Regions from separate parts of the Mus musculus genome. Here region 1 is linked to region 2. The links are chromatin contacts, called in public Hi-C maps. All regions are on one chromosome and are shown on one strand. Each heading gives the region's core, a stretch centred on a gene start, on an enhancer-like site or on the middle of the called end of the contact. The rest is flanking DNA. Distances are from core to core; before and after follow the strand shown. Region 1 overlaps Ruvbl1 (RuvB-like protein 1). Region 2 overlaps Eefsec (eukaryotic elongation factor, selenocysteine-tRNA-specific).

Evidence for each region. Hi-C and Micro-C count contacts between places; a contact is called where the count stands out from the background.
Region 1: a contact with region 2 is called in a Hi-C map of nephron progenitors, with 3 times the contacts expected there. The contact joins two enhancer-like sites. A contact is called at or near these places in 8 of 484 Hi-C or Micro-C datasets (the C10 cell line, bone marrow-derived macrophages, double positive thymocytes and 4 more).

What each region holds. Positions count from the first base shown.
Region 1 is chr6:88,485,684-88,492,926 of GRCm38.p6, reverse strand. It overlaps Ruvbl1 (RuvB-like protein 1), which reads right to left. Exons shown (of 11, transcript NM_019685.3): 8 at 7,016-7,214; 9 at 1,309-1,411. Gm46965 reads right to left here and starts at 1,302. Exons shown (of 2, transcript XM_017321866.1): 1 at 1-1,302. Within about 2 kb of position 5,811, at least 21 of the 459 cell types and tissues checked have an H3K27ac peak or open chromatin away from gene starts, as enhancers often do.
Region 2 is chr6:88,264,156-88,271,365 of GRCm38.p6, reverse strand. The region is part of intron 6 of Eefsec (eukaryotic elongation factor, selenocysteine-tRNA-specific); the gene reads left to right. Among named protein-coding and RNA genes, the nearest start is that of Dnajb8, 45 kb to the right of the region's middle. Within about 2 kb of position 4,080, at least 6 of the 459 cell types and tissues checked have an H3K27ac peak or open chromatin away from gene starts, as enhancers often do.

The DNA of each region.
Region 1 (7,243 bases), core at 4,562-7,061, 220 kb before region 2:
CACAGAACGGTGGGTGTCACTTCTTGGCAGGACTAAAGCTTTGAGCTCAACAGCAAGCACTTCCTGATCTGCACGGTGGCTTTGCTCCTGCTCCTGCTCAGCGGCCACCTAGCACTGGCCTGGTAGGCAATGGGCCATTTCAAGACATGGGGCCCAGGGGGAGGAAGCTGGCCCAGTGAGTCCCTCTAAGGAGATAATGGGACCCCCGAGTCTTTCCTATCTTTCTTCACCCCAAGCCCATCAAGAGTAAGCTACCTACTCTGTTCTGTCTCCTTCGTGATACACTATAGAGCTCAAAGTTCAAAGGACAGGGCTAGATGACAAGCCAAAGCCAAGAAACCATGTCCACAATAACCCTCTCCTTACTTAAGTTGATTCCCTCAGGTACTGACCGTCACAGGAATGGAGGAGACGTTAGACAGGCCATGGAGCTGACTTCCTAAATAAGGTTCACAAGTGGCACTATGACCTTTAACAGCTGGTCTGGGAGAAGAGAGATTTGCTGGTATGTCACCATGAATCCCTGAGTGCTATTAATGAGAAATACTGGCAAGGCCACACTGCACGGGCCATAGGAGAGCACACAGTTTCAGAGAAGAGCCACAGCCACCACAATGCTCCAGCCACTGTCCTAGCCACTCGCTGGCATTATATATAACACTGAGACATCTGTGTGCTACGCTTAGTATGCTCATCTATCTGGGTTCCTGTTTGTTCTGTTAAAAGTCTAGCCTAGCTTCCACCTCACTGTGTGGCTGAGGAGGACCCTCCACCTCAATTTCTCAAGTGCTGGCCAAGTACAGGAAAGCTTCACCAAGTTGAGTTTATGTGGCACTGGGGACCAAAACCGAGGCTTAGTGCATGCTGGAAAAAAATCAGTCTAGCAACAAGGTACAGGCCCAGAATGTTTGTGTTTGCTTGTTTGTTTCCTTTTGAGACAGGATCTCACTATGCCTAAAACCTGTGATCCTCCTGCCTCAGCCTCCTGAGTGCTGGAACTGCAGGTGTGCATTACCATACCAAGCAACTACATCATACTTCCTTGCTCCTTTCTTCAGGCTGAGGGCATCTGGTGACCACTAAGCCCATGTTTTCTTTCCTCCCTTTCCTCAAGCTCACCAGAAATAGCTGGGCAAGACCATGGGCTCTAATCTAACCATCTAAGAATGTCCACTCAGAAGAACCCATCTGTCAGAGCCTCAAGGACACTGGGATTTGCTCAGAAGAGTGAGCAGAGCAAGGCCTAGGCTAGCCAAGTGGTCAGAAGCGGGTAGAAAGGGGGGGGAGAGCATGAGATTCCGGGCTTACCTGCTTCATCTCCTGTGGCGTGTATAGCATGGTCCTGATGATCATCACCCTGTCTAGCAGATCCAACGGGATGCCGTGTGGAGAAGTGATGTCCTCAGTGCCCCTGCAAGGGCCAAAATCACTCCCATCACCCAAAAAATGCTTACATCTTGGACAACAGACACATGAGTGGAGGCACTCACAGTACAAGTAGGTAGCTAGCATCCCTGAGTATCAGAGCCAGGTGGCCCTGGGCAACAGCTTTATTATCCCAGTTCGGGAAGGGAACACACCGAAACCAAATCCAAAATCAAACAGACCCATCTATTTGCTAAACCTTCAAAGAGTATTTTATAATTATACCGCTAATGTATACATTTTTCTGTTTTGTCTGTTGCTTTAGTCTTAATAGCCAGACCTAATTTCCACTTGACAGCACACATTCATGAATTGCCTCCTCTGAAATGATCACCAGGCTTGAGCATCCCAGAGATCTACTGCGTGGATGACTGTGCCAACCTGCACAGCTACGTGAGGGGCCTGGTCTCAGCACCACAGGCAGCACCGAACATTTTAATTCCTAAATATTTGCTGCTTTAATAATTTAGAAAAAGAAAAGGGAACACCTTGATTGAGTTGCATTTCCTTGCTTACTAATGAGGCACAAATGTTTCCCCTCACATCCATGCTTTTCTTCCTGAGAATTGTCCAATTACATCCTTTGTTTTTCTTTTCAACCTTTAGCCAAGCCCTAGTCAACAGCCAGGAGAGGAAGCCTGCCAACCTGCCAGCCTGTGCCAGCCGCCTGACGGGACATATGCTGGGCAGACGCTGGTGCCCTACAGCCAGCCCAGCCACAGCACGGGACGCTGAGCAACTGTGGGGCTCTGCATCAAGCCATCCTGACCCAGGCGGCCATCAGTCTCCCTAACAGCCATCACAACTGCAAGAAATAACACAACTGATTAGAATAACAGAGAGCGAGGCATGCCATTTCAATTTAGTTGTTAATATCAAAATATTTGGTTTCAGGGCTGGCGACATGGTCCAGCAGGCAAAGGTGCTTAAAGCCCAATAGTCTGAGTTCAATTCAGAGACCCCCACATGTGTGCAGTGCCGTGGGCGTGAGCGTGTGCACACTGACAAAAAAGGGAGAAGAAAAAAGATTCAAGCAAGCAAAAAATAAATAAATAAATAAATAAATAATCAATTTTTAAATTCTTTCCATACAGGTGAGTATCAGTGTATATTTATTATAAAATTAAGTGAAAGTAAATTGTATGGCAGGATAAACTTGAAACACGGTAGTAAACAACCAGACACAGAGGCCAATGGGTATCAGACTGCATGCCAGGAAAACAAAGTGGCCGTGCACAGAAGGTAGTCAGAGGCGATGCAGCCTGAGCAGGGAGGATGGGACTGGATGCTAATCGGGGCCACAGCAGTCTTGGTTTTGAGGTGAGGAAAAGGTTCTGGAAACAGGCGCTGGAGGACAACTCTGTGTCGAGGGCTCTGTGTAAGCTCTGTGTCACTGCTCCTGAAGAGGCCCTGTGATTTGGTTTTCCTAGCACCCACGTGGTGGCTCACAGCTGACCATAACTCCAACTTCAGGGGGTCTAATGCCTTCTTCTGGCCTCCACAGGCTCATGCATGCATGTGGTGCACAGACATGCACACATGTATCTTTATACACATAAGGTATATATATAAAAAAAAGAATATATCCTTTAAAAAGCTTGGAACTATAGATAGCACTGATGGTTGTGTCGTATGTCAATGAGTTTTACAGTTGGAAACGGGTCAAACGGTAAATGTTAGGACTGGGCTGCTCAGCAGAGTGCTTGCCTAACAAGCATGGCACTCTAGGCCTGATCCTCAGCACAGCACGAGACCGGCCATGAAGAACAAGCCTGTGCTACTACCGCGCCTCAGGAGGAGCAGGAGTTCAAGGTTACCATTAAGCTATACAAGAATAATAAGAGAGAATTGTAACATGACAAGTTTTATCAGGATTCAAATCACAGTACTTAGAATAGCTACCATCTTCTTTAAAAAAAAAAAGTTTAAAAATGATGTTTAAATTTTTGTTACTGAATACCCTTTCAACTCTTCTTAAAGTTTATTGTGGGTAGTGGGGAAGGCCAGAATTCTGAGGACATCTTAATATCTGAAATCTGCCATGTTGAAGTAGCCTAAAACCAAAAATAGTCAAATTTCCACAGTCTTTGATTTAAACATGATAAAAAAACACAAGAAATTCACTGGAAATCTATGTGAGAAATGAAGTCCCCAGCCCCAAAAGAACAGAACTTACACAGATGGGGTAACGAGCTTTCTTATAGATGAGTTCATAAAGCTAAAATGTAAACCAACAGCCCACTCAGTTACTAAGGGCTGCCAAGCACGACTTAGTCATCCAGGCTGAGTCTCAAGCATAAAGATGCTTCTGGAAAACACGGTCATGGGCAACAATTTACAGAATCCCATCCGAGATGAGCAAAGCGCAGAGACCCTGCTCAGTGGCAGCTCCCCCTACCCCAACCCCCGACCAAGGAACGGAGGGGCCACACCTTATCACAGATTTGTTAAGGAATGGATTTTGGATAGTGGGCTTCCAGGCAGACAGTCCGGGGTGTGAGCCCACAGGGCAATGCTCCTTGAGCTTAAGTATGGCGCCTCTGCAGAGATAAGGCAGGGCCTCTGGAAACATAGCTTGTGCTTGAGCAAGTGACGCACCCCCTCTTTAACACTCTTCCATTGGAAACTCTGGGCTCTTGTACTGGGCCACTGTTGACTCCTAGACCCCTCATGTTCTGTCAGAGGCTGTCGTATGCACTGTGAGATGCTGTGTGACACCCACAGCATTGAGTCATGAGAAATAAAACCGTCTACAGATATCACCAAATGTTCACAGGTAACAATGCACTTGATGGAGGATCAGTGCCTGCTACTCTCTGTAATCCATAATGACAGAGACAACTAAGAATGTGGTAAACACCTGGGCAATTTAATGGGCAGTTCCCTGACACGTGCCTGAGCCTGGCTGGCCCAGTAGACACAATGAGACATTTCTAAAGGGCAGCCGTATGCTTGGCTGCAATGCAACTTGGTAAGAAAAATGGTCATTCTGGGCTGAGGAGAGGCTCGCTAAGTAAAAGATCCTACTGCTCTTCCAGAGGACCCAAGTTAGGTTTCCAGCACCACTACCAGGGACTCACAACCTCCTGTAACTGTCCCAGGGGATCCAACATCCTCTGACCTCCATGGCACTTGTACACACATATGTGGTGCATACAAATGCATGCAAGGACAGTCATCTCAACAAATGGCTCTATGACAGCTGGACATCTATATCTATGTCTAGATGTAGAATCGGCCCTTCTTTGACCATGCTCAAAATTAATCCCAATTGACTTACAAACCCAGAGCCGAATTATAAATTCTTGGGAGAAAACAAAGGCATGTGCCTGTGGTCTCAGGTTAGACAGTGCTCCTTATGTAAGAACAAAGCACAAAGCAGGCAGACTGCACTTCAAAGTAGCCTGGAATTTGTTCCTGGGGGCAGGGGCTGAAGACCAAGGACTTATACATGCAAGGTAAGTGCTCCACTGAGCTGAACTCCTACCCTAAAGATTAAGAGTTTTGAATAAAAATTTTAAACTGTGTCAAAAGACTGCCAAAAAAATTGATTAAGACTACCCAAAGAATAGTAGAAAATACTCAAATACATTCATGTAATGTTCAAACATTATTGATGTACATAATAATTTACTACTCAAGAGTAAAGGCAAACAAGCAAAACAGAAACTGGGCACATCTGTAACCCCACAAGTTGAAAAGCAGGAAGATTAGACGTCTAAGGTCAACCTAGGGAGCCTAGTGTCCCCTGAGGCCAGCTCTGCACCATGCCATGCAACACTTTATACCTACTCACTGCCCAGCTGGGTTGAGGGCATCATGTGGGCTTTCCAGCAAGCTAAGTGGCAGCCCTTGCGGCTTGCAGTCTACCACCGGGAGACAGCCTCATCTGTCCTTGGGTGGCAGGGTGTCCTGACACCACTCCATAGGGGCTCATACAGACTTTAGAACCCTGACAAGGAGCAAGCCCTCAACATGTCAGATATAATGCTGATGGTGCAAGAGGTTGGCAGCTCCTCCAGGGAGAAGGCTATGACGACTTGTTACAGATTGTCACACTGTGTAGATATTCCTAAAGTTCTGACTTTTAGCATCCTAACCACACTAGTGTACTCTGGAGCTCAGTCTTCACCCAAATCCAAGCCACATGCCTACGTGGTGAGAGCCCAGGCCCTGCTTGCCCAAGTCAATGGGAGCAGCAGTGTGGTGGGTCTCCTGCGGATGATGTCAGCACGACGGAGCTGGTACTCAGCACCAACCCACTCTGTAGAGTTCATGCAGCTGGCTAGAGCTTGGTTCTCACAAGCAGGCTGGGATCAAGGGCTCCTTCCTCTTGAGAAAGCCCTGGCAACGGGGTCCAAGAGCTGCCAGCCTCTGTTGGCACCCGCTGGTTTCAGTTAGCTCTGTTGGCAGAGCTCCCAGCAGGGGGCACCATGTGTCCATACTGAGCCCAGATGAAGCTGTGCAAGAAAGCAAGTGTCCAGCAGAGCCACAGGTGCCAGGCTTCCGGAGCCAGGCCCACATGGAGTCTATAGACGCTGACTGGGGGCCCTGAGTCTCCCCAGCAGCCGGCCTGGACCTGGCACAGCAGCTTCCCCAAGACTACAGGACACACCTGTGATATGTTCCTATCCAGATGGCATCACGGGGTGCCAGAACACACAATGCCACCATCTACACTTGAACCATAAACATATCCCAACTAGAGTGCATAGGGGACACAACTGAGGGTGGCTGCTGTTGTAATGCACTACGCTCACAGCAAATACCAGACTACTTACTCCCCAGGGCCACCAGCACCCGGTGTGGACAATCTCAGTGTGTAGACTAAGTTTCTCCAGCAAGGGCCAGTGGCATTCTATATGGTCCACCATCATGGACAGGCAAGCCAGCAGTCTGGGTGGCTTCGGCTGTCCTGAATACTCGAGGGCCATAGGACCATAGTGTCTCCAGTGACCACTGTCAAGATCACACAGCCCCAGGGCACTGTCTCTTGGAACAGCTGTGGGCTTGAAAAGAAGCCCTTTACATCCCAGCACTGCAGAGACCAGCCCTGACTGTCCCACAGGACCACAGAAAACCTCTAGGGCACTAAAACCGCACATGAGAACCTGACATGGGCCTCAGACAAAAGCTGGTACATTCTCTGCAGCTCAGGCTCAGAGTACTTAGGAAAAAGTGAGTCTGGAAAACCCCTCCACCCCAGCATTGGGGCTGTATTAACACAGGAGAGACTGTACGAAGACCCACTCTCCAGGGCTCTACTGAACCTCTCAAGAAAGGTCTGGGGTGGGAAGAGTTACACCATTCAGTTCCCTCACCTGAAGTGAAGCTAGCAATACCTATCCCTCTGCAGGAGACAGGAAGTTAGCTAGCTCATGACATCCCACTAAAGACCAGCCCCTATGCGACCATTACTTCGCACACTCCATAGCCCAAAAGACCCCTGGGAAGACCTTCCTCATCAGAACAACCCAAGACACATCCTTGCTTCTTCCCCATCTGCCTCATGGCATGCAGGCATGCGAACCAAGGAGAACACTCGTTCAGAAGGAAGGTGGGAAGCCTTGGAGCAGGCGTGAGGCCCTACCTGATGACACAGTTGCCTCGGTTGGATGCAAAGATGACAATGGGGGCGATGGAGGACTCCAGGGCTCGGTGCAGGTAGGTAAAGCACTCGATATCCAGCATGTGGACCTCATCGACAAAAAGCACTCCAGGGACCAGCTCGGCCACACCCTGGTCAATGTATTTGTTCACCACTTTGTTGATCTCCCCTCGAAGTTTATCTAGATGTGGGATGGCAGGGTCAGCACCA
Region 2 (7,210 bases), core at 2,831-5,330:
AGAGATGGTGAACAAAGTGGGGCAGAGAGGCATTTAGACTCCACCACAGTGCCTATGGTATTGCCAAGTCCTTCAGCAGTCTTGTGTCACAAGCAGGGCTCATCCTCGCCTGTCCCCTGTCCCCAGCATACACAAGGCATGAATGCAGCTGAGGATGAGGAGGGTTCACGAGCATGGCACCAGCTTTCTCATTCATCTGCTGCTTCCCGACCGTCTGCTGGGCCAGATGCCCTGAAGATTTCCTCACTGACTTCTTCCTCTGCCCACCAAAAAGCAGGCATTGCCACATATCACAAAGGGTAGCTATGGGTCAGTGGCACAAGGGCTGGCCAAGGCATCTGCTTGGCTGGGGAGAATAGCACCCTGCCCAGCTACTATGCTCCCTCCTGACCCACAGCCCACAGCAAGAAAAGGTACCAGGAATGGGCCTGCTGTTCCTATCCCTGCCTCATCCTGCCCCTGCTCTAAGGCCCCAGATGGTCACCCAGAGTATAACTGGCAGTCAGGATGCCTATAGACTCCAGAGGTACCATCACTCAACTGACTCAAGGGAGGTTGTCCCTGTCACAATACCTGTAGCGCTGTAGATAACTGAGATGGCCACCAGGCAAGCAAGGAGTACAGGAAAGTTGCTTTTCTGGGGCCACCATAGAAAGCAGAGACCAGGTGTTGCCATGGGAATGTAGGCTCACTATTTATAAAGTGTACGTACCCAGGGGCCAAGGTTGGCCTGTGATAGCCAAATATGCCTGTATCTATAGAGTACAGGGCACCCAGACTCGTGGGACAGCTCCACATGCACAGGCATAACCAGTCAGGGCCACACTGGTTTCTTGTACACAGTCACCTTGAGAACTTCCGAGCCTCATTCCCACTTCCCAGGCGGCTTGGGCAATACAGACCTCCCAGAGCCAGCCATGGCTTGCAAACTTGCATCCTTGCAAACTCCTGTTGCTTACCCACACGGGCAGAGGAGGCTGAGCCTATGGCATTGCAGGCAGAATAGTACCAGATAGGCCTGAGTGGGCTGGTGCTGTGGAGGAGCAGACAGACGTCCCTAATAGGCTACTGGTGCTGCTAGCAGCATCCCAGACCTCTCATGGCACTCAGACACACAGCATCACAGTGGCCCATTTATGTCACTGGATGTGCTCTTTTTTACAAAAGGCCAGGTTTCCAAGAACAGTAACACACAATGCTCTGGGAAGTGAATTGATCTGAAGAAAGCTTTCTCGAAGAATAGAGGGAACTGCAAGGGACATTGCAAAACAGTGCTGCTACAAAGTAGATATGTGAGCTAGGAGTATGGTGGGTGATGAGAGACCATAGCTTGTCTCAAGTTAAAGAAAGATGCAACAAGCCAGCCACACCTTGACATCCATCCTGGCAAACATAATTCAGAGTTTCGAGACGCAGGGTTCCCTGGTCAAAATTGACATGTTCCCTCCTGACCCTTGGACACCAGAGCCCACTTCTTCCTTGAATATGTGGGCAACTATGTTGGAACCCTGGCATCAGGCACAGTGCATGCAGGGATAGGTAGCACCACAGCCAGCTTGTGTAAGCTCTGCTTACCACTGCCCATACAGACTGCCTTGTAGTGTGTCACAGAGCAATAAGGTATAGGCCTTCAAAGGAGCTCTCCGGGCCCCCTGCTTTCCCACCAATGCTGGAGCTGCCTAGGGGAGCCGTGGAAGTCTTAACAAATATGCAGGCCGTAGTACTTAGAGCCCTGTTCTGGCTCTTCTCATCGGTCTGGTTTTCCTTGTAAAAGAAAAGCAGAACTCAGAGTGAGTAAAAACTGCACTGTAGGTTAAAAGCTGGGTACAGTTCTCCCTACTGAGGGCCCTGATAGCATTTGCTGAGACAAGTTCTGATTTCTCCTCAGTTTACTGTGCTGTTAATGGCAGAGTCTGGGAGACAGGGCCACAGATAGTATATGTCATTTGGGCATAGCACTGGCCACGAGTCCCTGATAGACTAGCCACTGCTTGCCATGGAACCCTTTTCTTCAGTTTACAGATGGGACTGGAGAAGGAGCATGCCTAAGGATACCCACCCTGAGCACCAGGGAGCAACCCTAGCTGTCTCTAACACCACACTGTTAGACAGCCTGACATCATGGTGTGTGTGTGTGTGTGTGTGTGTGTGTGTGTGTGTGTGTGTGTGTGTGTGTGTGTGTAAAAAGATGGTCCAGATACAGGGGTTTTGGTTTTCATTGGACACAGTTATTTTATGGATATCCTGACTTAATGGGGATATTGCATTAATCCTGCTGTCTTCATGATGTGGTCAGGAGTGGGCCTGTGTTCCACTTCCTGCAAGAGCAGGAAGCAGACTTCTAGTGCAGGGCTGGGGCTGACACAGCCAAGCCAAGTTGTTCTTCAGAACCCACAGAGAGGTAGACAGTACTCTGTACTAGCGGAGCCAAGGGACACCAGCATAGGACATACAAGGTCCCTGCCAGAGACCTGAGCCAAGAGGACACAAACATATATTTATTGAGAGCAGGCTGTGCAGCTGCTGGGCAATATCCTCAGATTATAGCAACTAGTAGGCTGCAATGACTTCTGACAGGGCTGTCACAGAAGAGAGAGAGAGATTTGTATTGTTTCTGTGTGCCATGCCTCTACCCCACGTCCCTCAGTATCCCAGTCCTCATGCCCAGATCACGGAAGATGGTGCAAGCAACTGGTAAGTCGCTGTTGTGCTCTTCAGTAAGCACTAGTAAGGATCTGGTTTCCTGGGTTTGGACCTCAAGGCCAAGAAATCTGAGGTTAAAGGTCACAGGCTCCAAACACCCCTTTCTTTGTGTGTACCCTAGTATGTGGTAGCATATGACTCCTAATAACCCATACTGTCCTGACAATCCAAGGTTATAGTGAAGGTAGTGCTCTTTGAATTTAGAGAATCATTGAGTTAAGGGGGCCACATTGCACACAGCAGACCTAGAGGAGTCACTCTGAGCCAGAAGGCATCATACAGCATATGGGAGGCAGAGGCAGCGACAGGAGCACTTTATCTGAGGAGCCTGTCTATGGCTCCACTTCTAACCACTGTGTCCTGGGAACTGGAGGGACAAGCCTGACCACTAAAACAAGGGCTTCAGCAGAGGTGGCACATTTTATCAGTAGAGGAAGCCATGTCCCATGACAAGAGCCACCCTCTCACCCCACTCCCTTACGGTGGGAGGCAGGCAAGTGCCCAGGCCACAATGTTCTCCTGTCTAACCTTACCCTAGTACACCAATTACCATCCATGGTAACAAGATATCAGAGGAAAATGCCTCTCTCTCTCTCTGTGTGTACACTGCATGATAGGGAATGAAGTTGGACAGGAAGTGATAGACCCATCTCCTTCAGAGCACACTGGTTCCTGTCCTGATTCCTCTGGCCCCTCACTAGCCCTAACTACGCGGCACTGGGTAGAAAGGAGAGGCATTGCTTGCTAGTGGAGGCAGAGCTGTCTTTGTTCTCCAGGACCTTGCCAGCACAGCACGCTGTCCCTCAGGCTCTGTAACTGATCCCAGAGATGATCCTACGTCCCTTCAAAAATAGCCTTCTCATAGCACTGGCCAGGCTTCGAAGGTCCAGACTGGAATCCAGATCTTGACAATGGCTGTTGTTTTGGTGCTGTGCTAGACTGGAACCAAGATGCCACAGAGCACACATTAGGTCCCCAGTGAGGAGCCCAACCATCTGTGGCCCTTAAGCTCCCAAGAGCTTCTAGAAAGGCCCAAATGTGAGAAGTATTCCACATCAGAGGCCTGCCTGAGGGCCTCCATATATGTGAGTAACTCCACTAGCTGTGATGAACCACAACTTGGAGCCATAAGGACAAACCTCAGCTGGGTCAGAGCACAGTGTGGTATTTTGGAAAATGTCACATGTCAGTAGACAAGAGCCACTTTAGACCATCAGCCACTATGCTGCATGGTTCTATAAGAGGTCGAGATAGCTGCTGTGAAGGCAAGAGGTTGGAACACACGGGCCATTTGGGGAGAAGAACCAAGGCATGGTCACTGAGGGGTACTGCCCTCCAGACCTGCTTTGGGAACAAGGACCCATGTGCTCTCAGTACGAGGAGACCTAGCTGAAGTGGAAACTGAAGGGTTCTTTGGAGAGTCAGTTATGTTGGAAGGTGTGTTGCCAGGGCAAACACATGAAAGAGTGTTTTCCCAGAATGAACAGAGGTGAAAGACTAAGGCAGACTCATGAAGGAACATTTCACTGAAGCAGACACAGGCAGGAGGATGTTCTGTTAAAGCAAACATGTGAAAGGACATATGATGAAGGATTCTTTGCTAATACTACACCGTGTATCAGTCCAATTTACACTGCATAGTTGAGCTGCATTTGTCAGGACTCTATGGACTCAGGCTGATTGGATGCATGTGCTGAGGCAAGACCTGTGCTGAGGCGAGGCACGTGGAGGACACATGATGTTTGGAGGGTGTAAATAGGACTCCACGGAGTGATGGAGACAGAGCTTGGCTTGCAGGTACAGCTAGCTATACAATGCTTATGGGTCTCACATCTTTGCGATCTTCGATTCCCTAAGAAAGGCACAGCTGAGAACTTTTCCTGGTGTTCCTCTGGGTCCCTCCTGCTGACTGGAGCCGAGGCTGAGGCCTAACTCTCTCTGCTAGGTCATATCACCACTGTTGCTAACCCGACTCTACAGAACTGGACTGCTAATGTATCCATGAAGTGTTTGTGAGTGGATCGAGCTGCCACTGCCAACCTATGAACTGAACTGCTGGTTTCCAGACAACACAGACAAGAGTTACTCTAAAGAACCTTTCTAAACAGGTCCCCTTCCCCCATGTCCTTTCTTTTCCACTACCTCTTGTGGGTGGTAGGCTACAAGGGAGGTTAAAGCGTTTAAGAACCATCATTAAAAATAAGGTTTGAAAAAAATTAAAGTTGCACCTAGCCTTGGCAGTTATGGCAGGAAAGCAGGCTGGAGTGTCAGTGTCCCAATGAGACATACCACTTCAAGCCACAGCCAGGTCTGAGATACTCCCTAGAGGCTACACAGGTATAGCCAATCATCTTACACAGAGCATTGACTGTGTGATTAGACACCCTGGGTGGCAGGCAAATGGCGATGAGGGATAAGCTGTCAGCCCGCAGCTTCAGGAGCATAGATGTGGACCATGCTGCCATGCCACCCCTGCCCTTCATCTGCCAGCCACAGAGGACAGTATATCGGTCACCTGGGCTTGTTTTTCCCTCTGCTCTGGCAGCAGAGCTGATACAGTAATCAGGATGCCACATATGGGCCCTGGAAAATGACTGCTCCTGAGCCTTTGTTCAGTCTCATTATTCTCTATGGCTTTTTCCCCCAAGTCATAAAAATGACGTTTTTAATATGTGGATTTTTTTTAAAAAAGAAAAAGAAAAAGCAATATGAAGGTAATATGAAGATGACTTTTATTGTCAATAGCTCTACCTTTTAAACCAGTTATCGTAATTTCTGCTCTAGGTATTTTAATTGAAGATTAACTTATGTTAAAGAGTGTACATGTGGAGGGTGAGAGCATTAAAATTCTGCCTTCCTGAGTGGTGGGGGAAAATACTTCTTGGGAAGCCATCAGGACCCTGCCCTCAACCCCTCCGGCATTAGGGCTGCCTTTCCTTAATCTTTCCCACTTACCAGGAAAATATAGGTCCTCAGAACCTGTAGATTGGAGCAGACCACACCATAGCCAGCACTGCCCCTAAGCACAAGGAAGGGAAGGTGGAAGAGGTGTACAAAGTGTTGAAGGCATTGATCTAAATGAGGAAGTCCACCCTGTGGTCCTGGGCAACTTCCTGAGTGTCTCTGGCCCTCAGTTTCCTGGCATATGAATGGTCTAGAAGTGGCTGCAGTTAAGGTATGACTGTCTGGAACATAGTCACCATGCAGTGAGCATTTTCTCTGACTGGCCCAGAGATCTGTTGACAGTGGGGCACTAACTAAGCTTTCTGTGGCCAGTAAGATGGTCTTCCTTCAAGGTCCCTCTAGGTAGCACTTAGCTAATTTCAAAACAACTTTCCCCACATGGGGACACCCAGCAGCCCTCAGATGCAGCCAAACAACATTTCCCCATGGTGACCCAGAGTGTAGAAGCCTAATTCCCAAAAGTCTCTGTAGAGATGTCCTGAAGCCTAGACCTCCCTGGTGACAGTAAAGCAGTAAAGGATCTGGCCTGCCTTGAGCACCAGGCTGCAGTGGGCACTTCATAAGCACAGCCCTGGACCATAGCTGTGAGCCCTTACCTGCCTGGGTAGTGGCTCACCTGTGGGATACCCATGTGGCACTGGCTAGGTAAGAGGACATGTGAGGGGATGCTGGAATGGCAGTATCAGAAGTGACATGAGATTAACATCCCATGGACCCATTAAATAGGAGGTATTCAGCCACCAGCACACTTCTTGCAACCCTGCCCTGCAGAGACCACTCATCTCTCTCCCTTTTTCATTCTTACTACCTACCCACCCCACTTAGCTTGGTCATGGTTCTATCCCACTCCCAACACACCTCAGCTCTGTGCCCATGCTGCCCCACTGCCCTCTCACCCCGTCCATCCAACACCATGGCCCACTGCCTAAAAGGTGTGGGCATCCCCACCTGGCAACTCTGATTGAGCCTGAGGGGAGGGGACAGATAGATCTGGGACTCCCTCCTTATCCTCGCCCCAAAGGGCTCCAAGTCTGGGTGGATATGGCCAGCAGAGTTGGAAGAGCTCCTGTTTTCCAGGACTCCCCCTTCCTCATCTGCTGCTGCAGTCAGAAGCTATGCTCCTCACCCCCAGCCTCTGTGGGTTTAGAGGCTGTCTGGAACAGAACCATACTCAGGAACCCTTCTGCTGGTTCCAGGCAAGCTGAAAGGACTAATATGGCCTTGCTGAAGTCTCAGAGGAAAGTTCAGGGCCTTGATCCCAGGAGGAAGACTACCAAGGTACAACACTCCTCTTATTGAAAGTCTAGGCAGAAGGCACTAAGGCAGTTGCCATAATCAATCCAGTGAGGGAGCCCAGCAGAGACTGGAACTGAGGCAGCTGAAGCATGAGAAAGGTTCTGTAGGAGGCAGGCAATGTGGTACCTAGGCATTATAGACCATCTGAGCACATGTGGGGATCTAGAGATTTCTTCAGGAGAGGCTGAACTGGGAGAGATGGTTAAGATTTGTTCTAAAAGGATTTTGGACAGCACAGAGGTGAATA